Linked DNA regions of Mus musculus: region 2 is linked to region 1. A link is a contact called in public Micro-C data. All regions are on one chromosome and are shown on one strand. Each heading gives the region's core, a stretch centred on a gene start, on an enhancer-like site or on the middle of the called end of the contact. The rest is flanking DNA. Distances are from core to core; before and after follow the strand shown. Region 1 has its middle 88 kb from the start of Gm31641. Region 2 overlaps Erg (ETS transcription factor).

Region 1 (6,546 bases), core at 1,760-4,259:
AATGGGAGGCTGCACTTGCTCTTAGGAGCAGGCCTGGAGCTCACTCTCAGCCATGGGTTTCTGTGTTCCTAAGGGGTTTTGCTTCCTTTGCCACATGCCCTCTGCTGGTCATTGCTGGCCATTGCTGGTCATGGCTGGTCATGGCTGGTGAGGGGTTAAGAATCTAGCTTCTTTCCCGTGGGTCCCTGTGGGTGGGGGGGGGAAATATATATATATTACCTTTAAGAGATGAAACTTAAAGGTCTGGAGAGGGTCAGAGAGGAGGAGAAATGCACAACGCTGTTTTCTCTCATGTGCAGAATCTACATCTAAAACTGCATTAAATGAGCCTGAGAAGAAAGCAGAAGACAGACTGTTTGAAGGGAGGAGGGAACCACTGAGGAGGGAGGACCATGAGGGAGGAAGGTCGGGATGGATGTGAGCAATGTGTAAGGACACACGTGAGCAAAGTAGTGTCATGCATGTGAGCAAAGTACAGTGTCACACACATAAGCAAAGCACAGTGACAAAGCGCAGTGACACACATGTGAGCAAAGTGCAGTGACACACATGTGAGCAAAGTGCAGTGACACACACATATGAGCAAAGCGCAGTGACACACATGTATGAAAACAGTTTAAAAACCTTGTGTTTTGTTTGGTAATTCTAAAGAGAAAGAAAGCAGGATCATGGAGGCCCAGCTCTGCAGCAGTTGCACACTTGGTGCTGAGTTGCACACTTTGTACTGGGAGCTTGGGTCCCTCTGTGCCCCCATGACATCCAAGGCTGGACTGAACACAGATGCCTGGGCCTCCACGATGTCTTCATCCTCTTTCCTCACCTCTCGCCTCCGTTTCCTCCCTGTGGGCGTCAGTCCTGGGCTCATTTGATGTAACAGCAGGGTCGTTGTTGAAACCAAATGTGCACAGCATTTCCCAACCTCCCTGGTGGACATTTGAGGCCCAGTGCTCTTTGTTGGGAAGGGATACAGGCCTGTCTGATGCTCAGACACTCCTGGTATCTACCTCATCTGTGCAGTACACACTCCTCGTGCTCCGCCGTGTGTCTCTATGCATGGTTCACTCTGCACAAAAGCATTCTCCTCCCAAGATGAGGGGACTTCTGGTAAGCAGAGCAACAACTTCATGGCTGTTTCAGAAGCAAACACTTGAGTAACTGGGGGAGTCCTGTGCCCTGTTCCCTGTGGTTGGAGATAAAGTGCCACTTGAAAACAAGTTCCTGGGGCTGGAGATCAAAAGCACTCTCTTGCCCTGGCACCCGGAGAGTAACCCTCGGAGCAGATGGGGGATCTGATCTTGGGTCTTGGTGGCCATGTTACGTGGACTCTGTGGCTATGGTGGCAGTCAGACCTTGTAAAGAGCCCTATCCCAGGCCCTTGTTGTTTTCATACACAGGGACTGTCACAGGTTCACTTGGAGGCAGTTCTGTTGTCCCTTCCCACCAGGGAGCTGCCAGGGACTTTTGATTCTGGAAACTTCCTATCACACTGAGTATAAACTCACTCTGTTACAAGGCCTCTGTGGCCCCGGGGTTCCCTGTCTCCACAGTCCTCCATGTTCCAGTCCTTCCTTCCATTCCTCACACCCAAGGTCTGCGACATCTTAGGGTCTTTACCCAGCCATCCATCTTTGCTGCATGGGTGCTCTTCCTGCAGGTGAGAGCAGGTGTGTACAACCTGGAGGCCCCAGGAAGGCTTCCCTGACCTCACCTCATTAACCTTGCTAGCTGGAGGGACGCCCGTGGCCAGATCTGTTTCCTTCATTGCTTGTGTTTGCATTCATTCACACTCTTATGGCTATCGTGACTTAATTGAGCAGGAGACTTCTGGCACTCAGTGAACATCCGTTGAATCCTGACGTTGTTCCTTGAGCAGGCCGTGGAAATCCAGGGCTGGATGGTGGGCATCGGTGCTTCCTGCTCTCAGTGTCTGTCTTCAGTCTTTCCCCACCCCTCAGCTCCATTTCCTCTCTGTGAACTTCCATCTTGGGCGGGGCTTATTTTGTAATGTCAAGATTGTTACCCAAACTCTCAGTTTGAGTGGCTTTTCTCAACCTCGCTTGATTAACACGCTCAGCTGAAAGTCACTCTTTCACTGGGGTGGGGAAGGCCTGTTCTGCCCATCTTGAGGGTGTCCAGCTGCACCTTTCGTTCCCATCTGACCCCCTGCCACCGGGGACTCCCCAATATCAACCAAAAAAAGTCTGCAAACATTCCCAGATAGGGAAAAAATGACCCATACTTGGCTAATATCATGGTGTCTCAGCAGCTTGAGCAGAATTCTAGAAGACTCTAGAAATCTAGAACCTTCCCTGCCCAGGGTATCTGATAGTTTCCCCCCTTCCGTAATATGTTATCCATGTATGGAAAGTTCTAGATCCTTCTTAGCGCTGCATCATATTGCAGTGTGAGAGTTTTATCTATTTACCTGGTTCACCTCTATATGGATAAATGTTTTGGCCAGGTCCTGTCTGCTGATTTTACAGATGATACAGGGATGGGTAACCATGATCACTGGAAGGAGAATTCAGAGAAGGCAGAAATGGCTGGTGGATTTAGATCCTGTAGGAGTTGTTTAAAAATATCTGGAACAGCGGTTTTTATGCGCAGTGTTGGAAAGTCACCTGGAATTTCCCCAGCCCGTGCCCTGTCACTTACCCAAAGCAGGGTACAAGAGTGTCCCTTGTAAAACTTTTCCCGTGCCCTTAATGGATGCCAAAGTCTTGAGCTTGGAGTGCGTAGACGCGCAGAGAGAACTTGTTAAACCATGTTTTGAAGACGTTTTTCAGGAGTGGAGAGAGCCAAGGTGAGGGGCCACTGCCTGCTTCAAGGGGCTTTAGCGAGATGTGTGGACAAAGGGCCTCACTCTCCCTCAGTACCTTTAACTGTAGGGTGACATGGACTCTCCCTTGCTGGCTTCAAAGAACAATTAGTGAAAGCTCACACTTTCCCAAGGCTGACATAGACTGGGCAATGTGAGGACTGTGACATGTGGGTGAGCTGTCTCTCTTCACTGTGCAGGTGTGGGTGAAGCCTCACATTCAGAGAGACTCAGTGGCTTACCCAGGCTCCACAGCTCTGCTAACAAGGTCTGACTTTCTCTCCTGACCACATCAGGGTGCTCACAACTGCTGCTGCTTAATCTTTGATGCTCTTTCCATGTTTCCCAAGTCCTTCCACCTCTGGCTTTGCTGATGAATTCCTGCCTCCTCCATAGAATCCTAGGGAAACGCAGTAGACAGGGTTTCTCCCTCCCTGTGAGAGGGGCAGTGAGCTGAGTCTAAGCTGTCATCTCTCCATGGTGTCCCTGCCAGGAAGGTCTTCAGCAGCCCTGCCCCCACATGAGAGCTCTTGGGTGTGTGACAGGCAGGCCAGGGCCTTCCTTCCACCCTGATAAGGCCAGGCAGCAAGGGCTGGAATGTAAACCTCCCTGCAGCTGCAGCGGAAGAAGCTTCATCCATTGTTTCCTCTGGGACCTGGGACGCCAGTGCAGTCTTACTGGAGCTCTGAGGAGAGGGCTTTCAAAAGACAGCTTTAGCCAAAAGGGTGGTGTGAGATGCTCTAAGTCTGGAAAGTGCAAGGTGCAGAGAAGTGGGTACCTGGGGAGGACTGGCCCTCAAGGGCTGGGTTAGAACCTGCAGACATACATTTCCCTAGGTGGATATCCCTGTTGAGTGGTGTGTGTGATGTATGTGTCAGTGTGTGTGTGTCTGCTATGTATGTCTATGCATCTGTTGTGTGTTTGTGTCTTTATGTGGTGTGTGTGTATGTGTGTGTTTGTGTATCTGTGTCTCTCTGTGTGCATGGTGTGTGTGTGTCTCTGTGTGGTGTGTGTGTGTGTCTGTGTGTGTAGTATGTGTGTGTGGTATGTGTGTCTGTGTATGTGGTATGTGTGTGTCTGTATCTGTGTCTCTCTGTGTGCATGGTGTGTGTGTGTGTGGTGTGCCTCTGTGTGTGGTGTGTGTGTCTGTGTGTCTGGTATGTGTATCTGTGTATGTGGTATGTGTGTGTGTCTGTGTGTGCATCGGTATCTATGTGTGTGAGTGTATGTCTCTGTGTGTGGTGTGTGTGTGTGTGTCTATATGTGGTGTGTATGTCTGTATGTCTGTGTAAGTGTATCTGTGTATGTGGTGTGTGTTTGTGATGTGTGTGTTTGTGATGTGTGTGTCTGTGTATATATGTGGAGAGAGAGTGTGTGTGAGAGAGTGAGTGTGTGTGTGTGAGAGTGTGTGTGTGTGTGTGTGTGTGTGTGTGAGAGAGAGAGAGAGAGAGAGAGAGAGAGAGAGAGAGCAGTAAATCCTGCCATTTCTTTGAAGCCTAACTTCACTTGCTGCCTTGGAGAGAGGACTGGAATTCACACTCCTTCCTTCCTTATGATTACCTTGCCCTAGGCCCTCTACAGAAGAACCAGGGTTGCTGTGGTGCCCCTTTCTCTCCTTTTTAAAATGAAACACAAGTATAAAAGATATTAATGGTCTGTTCTGTTGCTAAGCACATTTTACTGGCATACCCTCTGTGACATATTGCCAAGGTTTGTAAAGATGGCCTTTGTGTATGTATGACCTAGAGGGATCCAGCCCGGGGGCCGGGGGGGGGGGGCGCGCACGGGGATGGGGGGAGGGGAGACCCTGCTCTCTGCAGGTGGCAAGTCCTGGAATGGGATAAATCCTGTGTGACCACTAGGTGGCGGTAGAGTTTCATGTACCTGCCACTGCAGCTGAGCCACTAACCAGCTTACTTTTGGTAGCTTTACAGTTTGGCATGTCTTCGTTGGGTAATTTAGAAGCTACTTGTAATAGCTTCATGGAACACCCTAAGATTCTCAGATGTGTTTGTTGTGTGGGTGTTTACAAAGAAGCCCAGCTACAGGTCAGTGGGGCATAGCTCATTGTCTCAAAATAGAATCATTAGGACTTTAAAAAAATTAATTTTCTTAAAAATCACTTTATAATATCATCTCCACAAGTTGGGCATTGTATCACAGGAGATGGGAAATCCTGGATCACAGGCTCTCCACATGTGCCAGCAGGGTGTAGCTGTCCTTGGGTGCTTTCAGAAACCCCCTAAGCATCAGAGCATGGGAGCAAGGAGACCTGGATGGTCTCAAGGCTACCTGCTGCTTACTAAGCAGGGCCTGTTTCAGATACCAGGCCCATCAGTCCAGGACTTTAGAATCCACATCTACAGATTATTGTCCAGGAACTCTGCTTTCTCCCTGGCCAAGCATACCCTAGGGCTCCCACGACCTGTCCTGTCTGTCTTGCTTCCCCTGCCCCAGCACCAGGGAAAGGTAAATTTTCGGTGGCTCCAACCTGTGCCCACAATCCCCAGGACAAAGAAGCATCCTGATTTGGGGCCTCTTAGGTCAGTGTAGGCAAAATGCTGTCAATTGCTGTTGAAGACCTCTTGAGTCCCCTCCTCTGTCACAGCCAACCAAAGGCCCCACATTCCCGAGCTCAAAGGCCACGTTGCTCACTGAGGTCATCCTAGGCCTTGTTCACCTCAGAGCTCTCCCTTCTCTCCCCCTTTCTCTCCTCCCTCCGCCTCGCGTTCTTGGTTTGTGGAGTAAGGGAGAAGCACCTGAGAAGCCTTCCTGCTTAATCCCAAGAGGAGGCGGATGACGCCCTTGTGGACTTCCTTTATTTTGTTTCTGCCCCCAAGCTTCCTTGCTCTAAACAAAGATCATACAGGGGCTGGGGGCGTGGCTCAGTTGGTAGAGTGTTTCCCTAGTGTGGTCGAAGACTGTTTTCTTTTCCCATAGCTGCATACACCTGGCATGATGGAGCACCGCTGAGGTGCTAGCACTCAGGAAGATCAGAAGCTAAGATCATCTTTAGCTACGTAGAAAACTGGAAGGGCAGCCTGGACTACCGGAGACCCTGTCTCTCAACACAAACATCAACACAAACGAGCACACAAACAAAACCACGACACCAATGATGAAACAAATATTGAAAATTAATCTGTATAACCTCTCCTTCCCTCCCTCCATCACCTCTTCTTTCCCTCTTGTCTCCCCATTCCCTTTCCTCCCTCCTTCCCCTCTTCTCTCCCCTCCCCCTTCCCTCCCTCCCTCCCTCCCTCCTCTCTTCTCTCCCTCTCCCCCTTCCCTCCCTCCCTCCCTCCCCTCTTCTCTCCCCCTCCCCCTTCCCTCCCTCCCTCCCCTCTTCTCTCCCCTCCCCCTTACCTCCCTCCCTCCCCTCTTCTCTCCCCTCCCCCTCCCCTCCCTCCCTCCCCTCTTCTCTCCCCTCCCCCTTACCTCCCTCCCTCCCCTCTTCTCTCCCCTCCCCCTCCCCTCCCTCCCTCCCCTCTTCTCTCCCCTCCCCCTCCCCTCCCTCCCTCCCCTCTTCTCTCCCCTCTCCCTTCCCTCCATCCCTCCCCTCTTCTCTCCCCTCCCCCTTCCCTCCCTCCATCCCCTCTTCTCTGACATTTTGTCACCTGATTTGGCTTGCCCTCTCCTCCACTTTGTGCTCCATCAGTGCCAAAAGGTGGAGGATTCTCCGCTCTGGATTGCAGTGCGTGTAATAGACCTTCCTCACATCTGAACCC
Region 2 (6,546 bases), core at 2,940-5,439, 140 kb before region 1:
GGTGTGAATGACTTCTTTTGTTTTGTTTTGTTTTTGTTTTTGTTTTTTGTTTTTTGTTTTTTGTTTTTGTTTTTTTACAAAGTAAGCTTGACTCTCAACCTCCGAGGTTACTTTTCAAAGGTGGAGAGAGAAGCACCCAGATCCATTTCTCCCTGACTGAACTCAGTACCTTTGATTGTTAATGTTCTTACATGCAGCATGCAGACTAGCCTGGCGTGTGTGTGTGTGTGTGTGTGTGTGTGTGTGTGTGTGTGTGTGTGTGTAGAAGCCAGAAATTAGCACCATCGAATCTCAACGCCATTTATCATGTCAAACACTCCCTGTGCCCGATTATCACTGCTTGTCCGTCTGAGCCTGTGAATAATGGGAAGCTGACATATTGTAGATCTCCTGGTCAACTTCTGACCTCCTGGAGAGCTACGAGGAAAATGCTGAGTGTGAGCACTTACACACCAGCACAACCAGCTAAGTGTGAACACTTACACCAGCACAGTGAGGCTTTGTGTGAAGAGCAAGAGCGAGGTCACTTGATAATAACAATTCTTATTTATCTAGGTTCCTTTTTTTGAGGTGAACTGAATTATCAGATAGTTGTTTTTGTGGAAAGACAGGCTTTGTACTGCTCTCTCCCCAGGCTCTGGTTAGCATGCTGGGTGCTGTCTGCGTGTCTCTCGAGGAGCACAGAGTCTCAGTGGGTAATTGGAAACATGGGCTGTCCCGAGGTCTCTCAGCTGTAGAGCTGCACAAACATTTCCGAATCTCTGTTCATTCCTGCTATGTCCCTGTGCTCTGTTTTTTTTTTCTTCTTTAAATTGAATTCAAATCAGATTTATAAACAAGACCACAAGAACACGACTTTTAATCTCTTGAGATTTGCTTGTCCCTGTTCTCCATAGAAAAGAGCCATTTCTTCAGTGGATCTAATTCAGATTTATTACACAATTAACACTTACATTTCCAAAGTGAGTTAGTATTAAATGAAACTTTCTGGAGCTGTGGATGTGGCTCAGTTGCTTGAGAGCTTGCAGAGCACATAGAAATTCCTAGGTTCGATTGCTAGCACTGCCCCAACCATACATGGTGGCATGTGCCTGTAATCCCAGAACCTGGGAGGTGGATGTAGAAGAATTAGGGATTCAAGGCCATCCTTGTCTACTTGTGAGTTCAGGGCCAGCCTCTACTATAGGCAACGCTATCTCAAGTAAAACACATAAAAAGTTTTCCTGCCACTGAGGATTTGTGTGTTCCAGTAGAGTCATTCAGAGGTTACGTTGAACACATCTGGAAGTTGGAGTCCTTTTATACATAGAACCTTCTCCCAAATATCAGAGAGCAATCAAGCTTTGCTTTAAGCAATGATTTTGGTCTTCCTCATGATCCCACTGGGTAAGTGTGGGGGTTATCCTGGGAAGATATGTGGCCACATGTGAGCTGTTGTCACGTGTGTATCTTACCTAGCAAAGGCATCATGTTGCCCCTTGTATTAGAGCTGTTTCTGATTATCTCCACTGGGGGAGGGGCACGGAGAATGATGGCGTCTTACTCCTCTTCTGGTATGGACTCGGCACCAGTGGTCACCAGATGTGTGAGGACCAGCACTTCCTTTCCTGATGGCCCTAGCTGTGAGCGACCTGTGTTCAGAAACTCTGTCTCTGCTTGTCTTTGTTGGAGAGAGACAAAAGCTGAGCCCATCTTCTGCTTCCACCACAGTTATAGAAAGTCTTGGCCAGGCAGGGCTATAATCCCAGCACTTGGGGGATGAGGCAAGAGGACCACAAGCTCAAAGCCAGCCTAGGCTGCAGAGCAGGACTGTCTTAAAAGACTGCATTCTGGCCATTCTTTCATGGGCTTGTTCCCACGGCCAGTCACTTTTTAAAAAACTAAAGATGTTTTTTGAGAATTTCAACATTAGTGCAGTGTTTACATCATTTCAACTCCGTTTTGTTTCCTCTAACTCCTCCCATGTCCTCCTACTCTGACTCAAATTCATAACCTCTTGTTCTTTAATTATTGTTATGCACACATTGAGAGGGAGGGAGAGAAGAGAGAGACATGCAGTGAGAGAGACAGAGATGGAAACGGAGAGACAGAGAGAGACAGACATACACACAAACACAGAGACAGAGAGAGACAGAGTCACATGCACAGAGACAGAGATAGAGTGAGACAGAGCCACACATACACAGAGACAGAGACAGAGCTACACACAGAGAGACAGAGAGAGACAGAGCCACAGAGAGAGACAGAGAACCACAGAGCCACAGAAAGAGACAGACAGATAGACACATACTTAGACAGACAGACAGACAGACAGACAGACAGACAGACAGTGCCTACTGACTCCATTGGTATATTGCTCATGTGTTTAGGGACGGGAAAAGCTGTCTGGAGGCTTCTCCCTGGAGACTGCCGAGTCTCCCTCTCATCATCAAGTATCACCTAAAACAATGTTATCATTTCCACTAAGGAGGACAAGAAGACAACGACTGAAACCAAACAGCAAGCAGTGTGTTTAAGCACAATGGCGTAGGTGTACGGAGTTTCTGAAGCTGTGATCCCCACTGGAGCTCAGGAGTCCACGGCTGCCCTCTCTGCTGTTTTCCTGAGTGAGAGAGAGAGGCTTTCCTGAAAACGTCACTGGATTTGTGTGTTACTATATGAATGCTTGTCCAGGACACCAGGGTAATGGCTCAGTCAGTACAGCGGCTGCTCTGCTGCCACAGTGGCCTGATTTCACCCCAGGATCCACATGAAAGAGCAGAGCATCACTGTGCACACCTGCAACCCTAGAATGGGGAGGTGGAGACAGGCAGATTATTGAGGTTCGCTTGTTAACCAGCCTCGCTTACTGGGCAAGTTCTAAAGCGGAGAGGGAACTTGCCTTAAGGAAATCAGGTCGACAGCTTCTGAGGAATGGTAGCTGAGGTTGGCCTGCAGCTCAGACACAGGCACACACAAACACACACAAATAGAAAGTACACACAGTTCACAGACATTTAAAGAAAAGCTTTTAATGATAACCTTCTTACTCAGTTTAACACGCTACTTAAAATGAAAGTGTCTTGCTTAGTACAGCATCTTGTGGAGGTAAAAGTGAGTCTTTGTTTAGAGAGAGTTACAGAAGGGCGCACGCCAAAATGCTCTTCCTGATCAGACAAGGAAACGTTGGTCACCCTCCGAGTGGTGTTCTGAGGTCTCGTGCATGCGAGGGAGGCTATGATCTGATATCAACTCTACAGCCAGCATCTTAGTCAGTTAAGGTTGTGTGTCAGGTGCTGCCAGAGGCCCTCATGCTCCCAGATGACAATCTCTGCCACCCTGTGACATCATGTGGCTCTGTCCCATCAGCACTGGACTTCCAGAACATTTCCCATGAGAAGAATTTGCAGGTTGATCATTGTCCTGTAGGTACCTGGAAGTCCATAGGTCAGGAGCCAGAACACACATGGTCTTGTGTAAGTGTAGGGACAAGAAATACTCCAGTACACCAGGAACTATGAACAAATTCATTAATCTAGAGTATTTCTATCCATGCATGTGTACGTATATGTAACAAATATTAAGACAAGATGACTAAACAGTTCACTAAAACTTTTAGTCACAATGCGTATCTTACTAATTGTCCACAAGTAACCTATTTCTTAAACCTAAGGTAGAGATATGCATGTGGGGTGAACCAAAATCTGGATCTTGGCTGAAGACACTGGATTCTGTACATAGGAGATAAGCAAAGGCCCTTTGACCCCTTTGAAGTCATCCTGGAGGGTGACTTGAACATAAGCTAGTGGGCAAAAATTTGCTTCAAGGATGGGAAGTAGATTCTATGGCCATGCTCGTTGGTTGTTTCAGAAGTCAGTTCCAGATTTCGGAGTGGTTGGCACCAGGTGACTGATAGAAGACACAGAAGGCTCTAGGGTGCATTTTGGTACTGTTATCAAACCGTTAGCTTATTGTGGTCTGGACACAGTTATCTGATAGCAACTTAGGCTCCATATCTCAGTGTCTCATATCTGGTGCCACAAATTCTATATGCCTTGTGTCCTATGACTTAGCATTCTTTTTACGATCAATTTTCTAAGTAGTTAGAGATATCTAAAAAGATCTGTTCTACATCTTGGGATATCCAGTGTGAAGCAATTTTCTGCTATGAAGGAGGTGGTATAAGCTCTGTTCTTGACTATGGTGCAGGCTATGAATGAAGTAAATAAGTAAATGCCTGTTGCTGAGAGTCTGTATTTTAGCTGAGGAAACCATCGCTGGGGTAACTAAGATGAAGCTGCGTGCATGGTGTGAGATAAAGAATAAATGAGAGCATAGAGAAGTGCATTCTGGGAAGGGGTTTTACATCAGAGGAGTCTTCTAGATTTCATCGGTAAGCTGACGTTGAGTTAGCAGTTGAAGGAAATGAGGGCAAAAGTCCTGTGTCTGTTCCTGAGTGCGTGTGAGTGTGTATATAAACACATTCTAGGCAGAGCACACTAGAAAAAAGGGGCAGAGGTCAGAGTGCAAGTCACTGAAGGAAGAATCCTTGGCCTGGCTGAAAAAGAGATCTCCAAGCATCTACTAAAATAATAAAGAAAGCTGTCTGGGTTGCAGGGAAATACAGCCAGAGGGTGAGTGATGGTGACAATTTTCAAAAGGAAAAGAAGAGACCACTGTTCACCCTGAGGGTGTGTGATCCCACAGTGGATGTAACTGTTAGGGTGTGTGATCCCCCAGTGGATGTCACTGTGAGGGTGTGTGATTCCACTATGGATGTGACTATGAGGGTGTGTGATCCCACAGTGGATCTCGCTGTTAGGGTGTGTGATTGATTCCACAGTGGACGTGACTGTGAGGGTGTGTGATATCACAATGGATCTCACTGTTAAGGTGTGTGATTGATTCCACAGTGGACATGACTGTGAGGGTGTGTGATCCCACAGTGGATCTCGCCGTTAGGGTGTGTGATTGATCCCACAGTGGACATGACTGTGAGGGTGTGTGATCCCACAGTGGATCTCGCTGTTAGGGTGTGTGATTGATCCCACAGTGGACGTGACTGTGAGGGTGTGTGATATCACAGTGGACGTGACTGTGAGGGTGTGTGATTGATTCCACAGTGGACGTGACTGTGAGGGTGTGTGATCCCACAGTGGACGTGACTGTGAGGGTGTGTGATCCCACAGTGGACGTGACTGTGAGGGTGTGTGATCCCACAGTGGACGTGACTGTGAGGGTGTGTGATACCACAGTGGACGTGACTGTGAGGGTGTGTGATACCACAGTGGACGTGACTGTGAGGGTTCCTCATGTGGCTGTTTGCAATCAAACTGAGCACCAGGTCTGGGAGGATGTGACTTGGAAGGTCGACTGTGACTTTCTCTCTTTTTTTTTTTATCTGAACATTTCTAGACTTACAATTTTCTCTGGCAACAGAATGCAAAGTTAGAGTACATTTTCTAGTAATAGTGTTATGATGCTCTAAGCCAAAGTTTGCTAATTGTTTTGTGGATAATATTTATATCCTAATTATACCAAATCCCAATAATCATTTTTTACAAAGACCTTTTATAGCACCCGGTATAATAATATATGCATTTCTGCGTTCAGTGTGTTCCCATAAAATTCTCACTGTGATGTTCTAATCTCCAAGTACCTCAGTTTGTGACATCCTTTGGAACTGGGTTTATTGCGGATGTAGCATGCTGGGCCCTGATCCAGGATGGCTGAGGTCTTTATAAAGGGGATATTTAGAGGCAGAAGCTCACAGTAGAAGGTGAGAGGGCAGACACTGGGCTATGCTTCTGCAAGACAGGGAAGGCCCAGGATGGGAAGAAATCCGCAGATTCTCCCTCACAGCCCTGGAAGGAACAGAGCAGAGAGCAGTTTTCTTCAGTGGTGTAACCACTGATGAGCAGAACACATTCCTATAAACAAATGTTCCATTAAACAAGTCTAGTGAACCTCAGTCACACATACTCACACACTCACACACACACACCACATACACATATACTCAAACACACACACTCACACACAAACACACATGCAAACACACACATACACACTCACACTCATACACACAGACACATACAAACACATACACAGACCACACTCACACACAAACATACCCACTTACACCCACTCACACATATAAACACACATAACACACACTCACACATACTCACACACACCACATTTACATACACTCACACATAAACACAACTATACACATACAAACATAACCTACACACTCACACCCAAACATACACACTTATACAAACTCACACACACACGTGCACACTTACACATTAAAAAATACACACAACACACACACACATGATGTGAAAATAAAAGTGGGGAACTGGCTAGGAAGAGGAAAGGGTTAAGGGCGTGGAAGGGAACAAGGGTGGGGTGAATCTGATCGTCATGTGTGTATGCATGTGAAGTGTCATGATGATATGCACCCATTGTAATGCATAGTTAGTATATGTAAATAGGAACCTTAGGAAGGAGGGCCATGCTGTGTAACTCCCAGCATGGTTCAGGACAGCACCACATATT

Evidence for each region. A called contact is a pair of places that touch in the nucleus more often than the background predicts.
Region 2: a contact with region 1 is called in a Micro-C map of the G1E-ER4 cell line, with 2.4 times the contacts expected there. The contact joins two enhancer-like sites. A contact is called at or near these places in 1 of 15 datasets of contacts at CTCF or cohesin (large pre-B cells) and 3 of 484 Hi-C or Micro-C datasets (the G1E-ER4 cell line, nephron progenitors and palatal mesenchyme).

Annotation. Positions count from the first base shown.
Region 1 is chr16:95,344,219-95,350,764 of GRCm38.p6, reverse strand. No RefSeq gene overlaps it. Among named protein-coding and RNA genes, the nearest start is that of Gm31641, 88 kb to the right of the region's middle. Within about 2 kb of position 3,009, at least 49 of the 459 cell types and tissues checked have an H3K27ac peak or open chromatin away from gene starts, as enhancers often do. A contact at or near this core is called in the G1E-ER4 cell line, where this site is marked.
Region 2 is chr16:95,485,569-95,492,114 of GRCm38.p6, reverse strand. All of the region lies in intron 2 of Erg (ETS transcription factor), which reads left to right. Among named protein-coding and RNA genes, the nearest start is that of Erg, 42 kb to the left of the region's middle. Within about 2 kb of position 4,189, at least 10 of the 459 cell types and tissues checked have an H3K27ac peak or open chromatin away from gene starts, as enhancers often do. A contact at or near this core is called in the G1E-ER4 cell line, where this site is marked.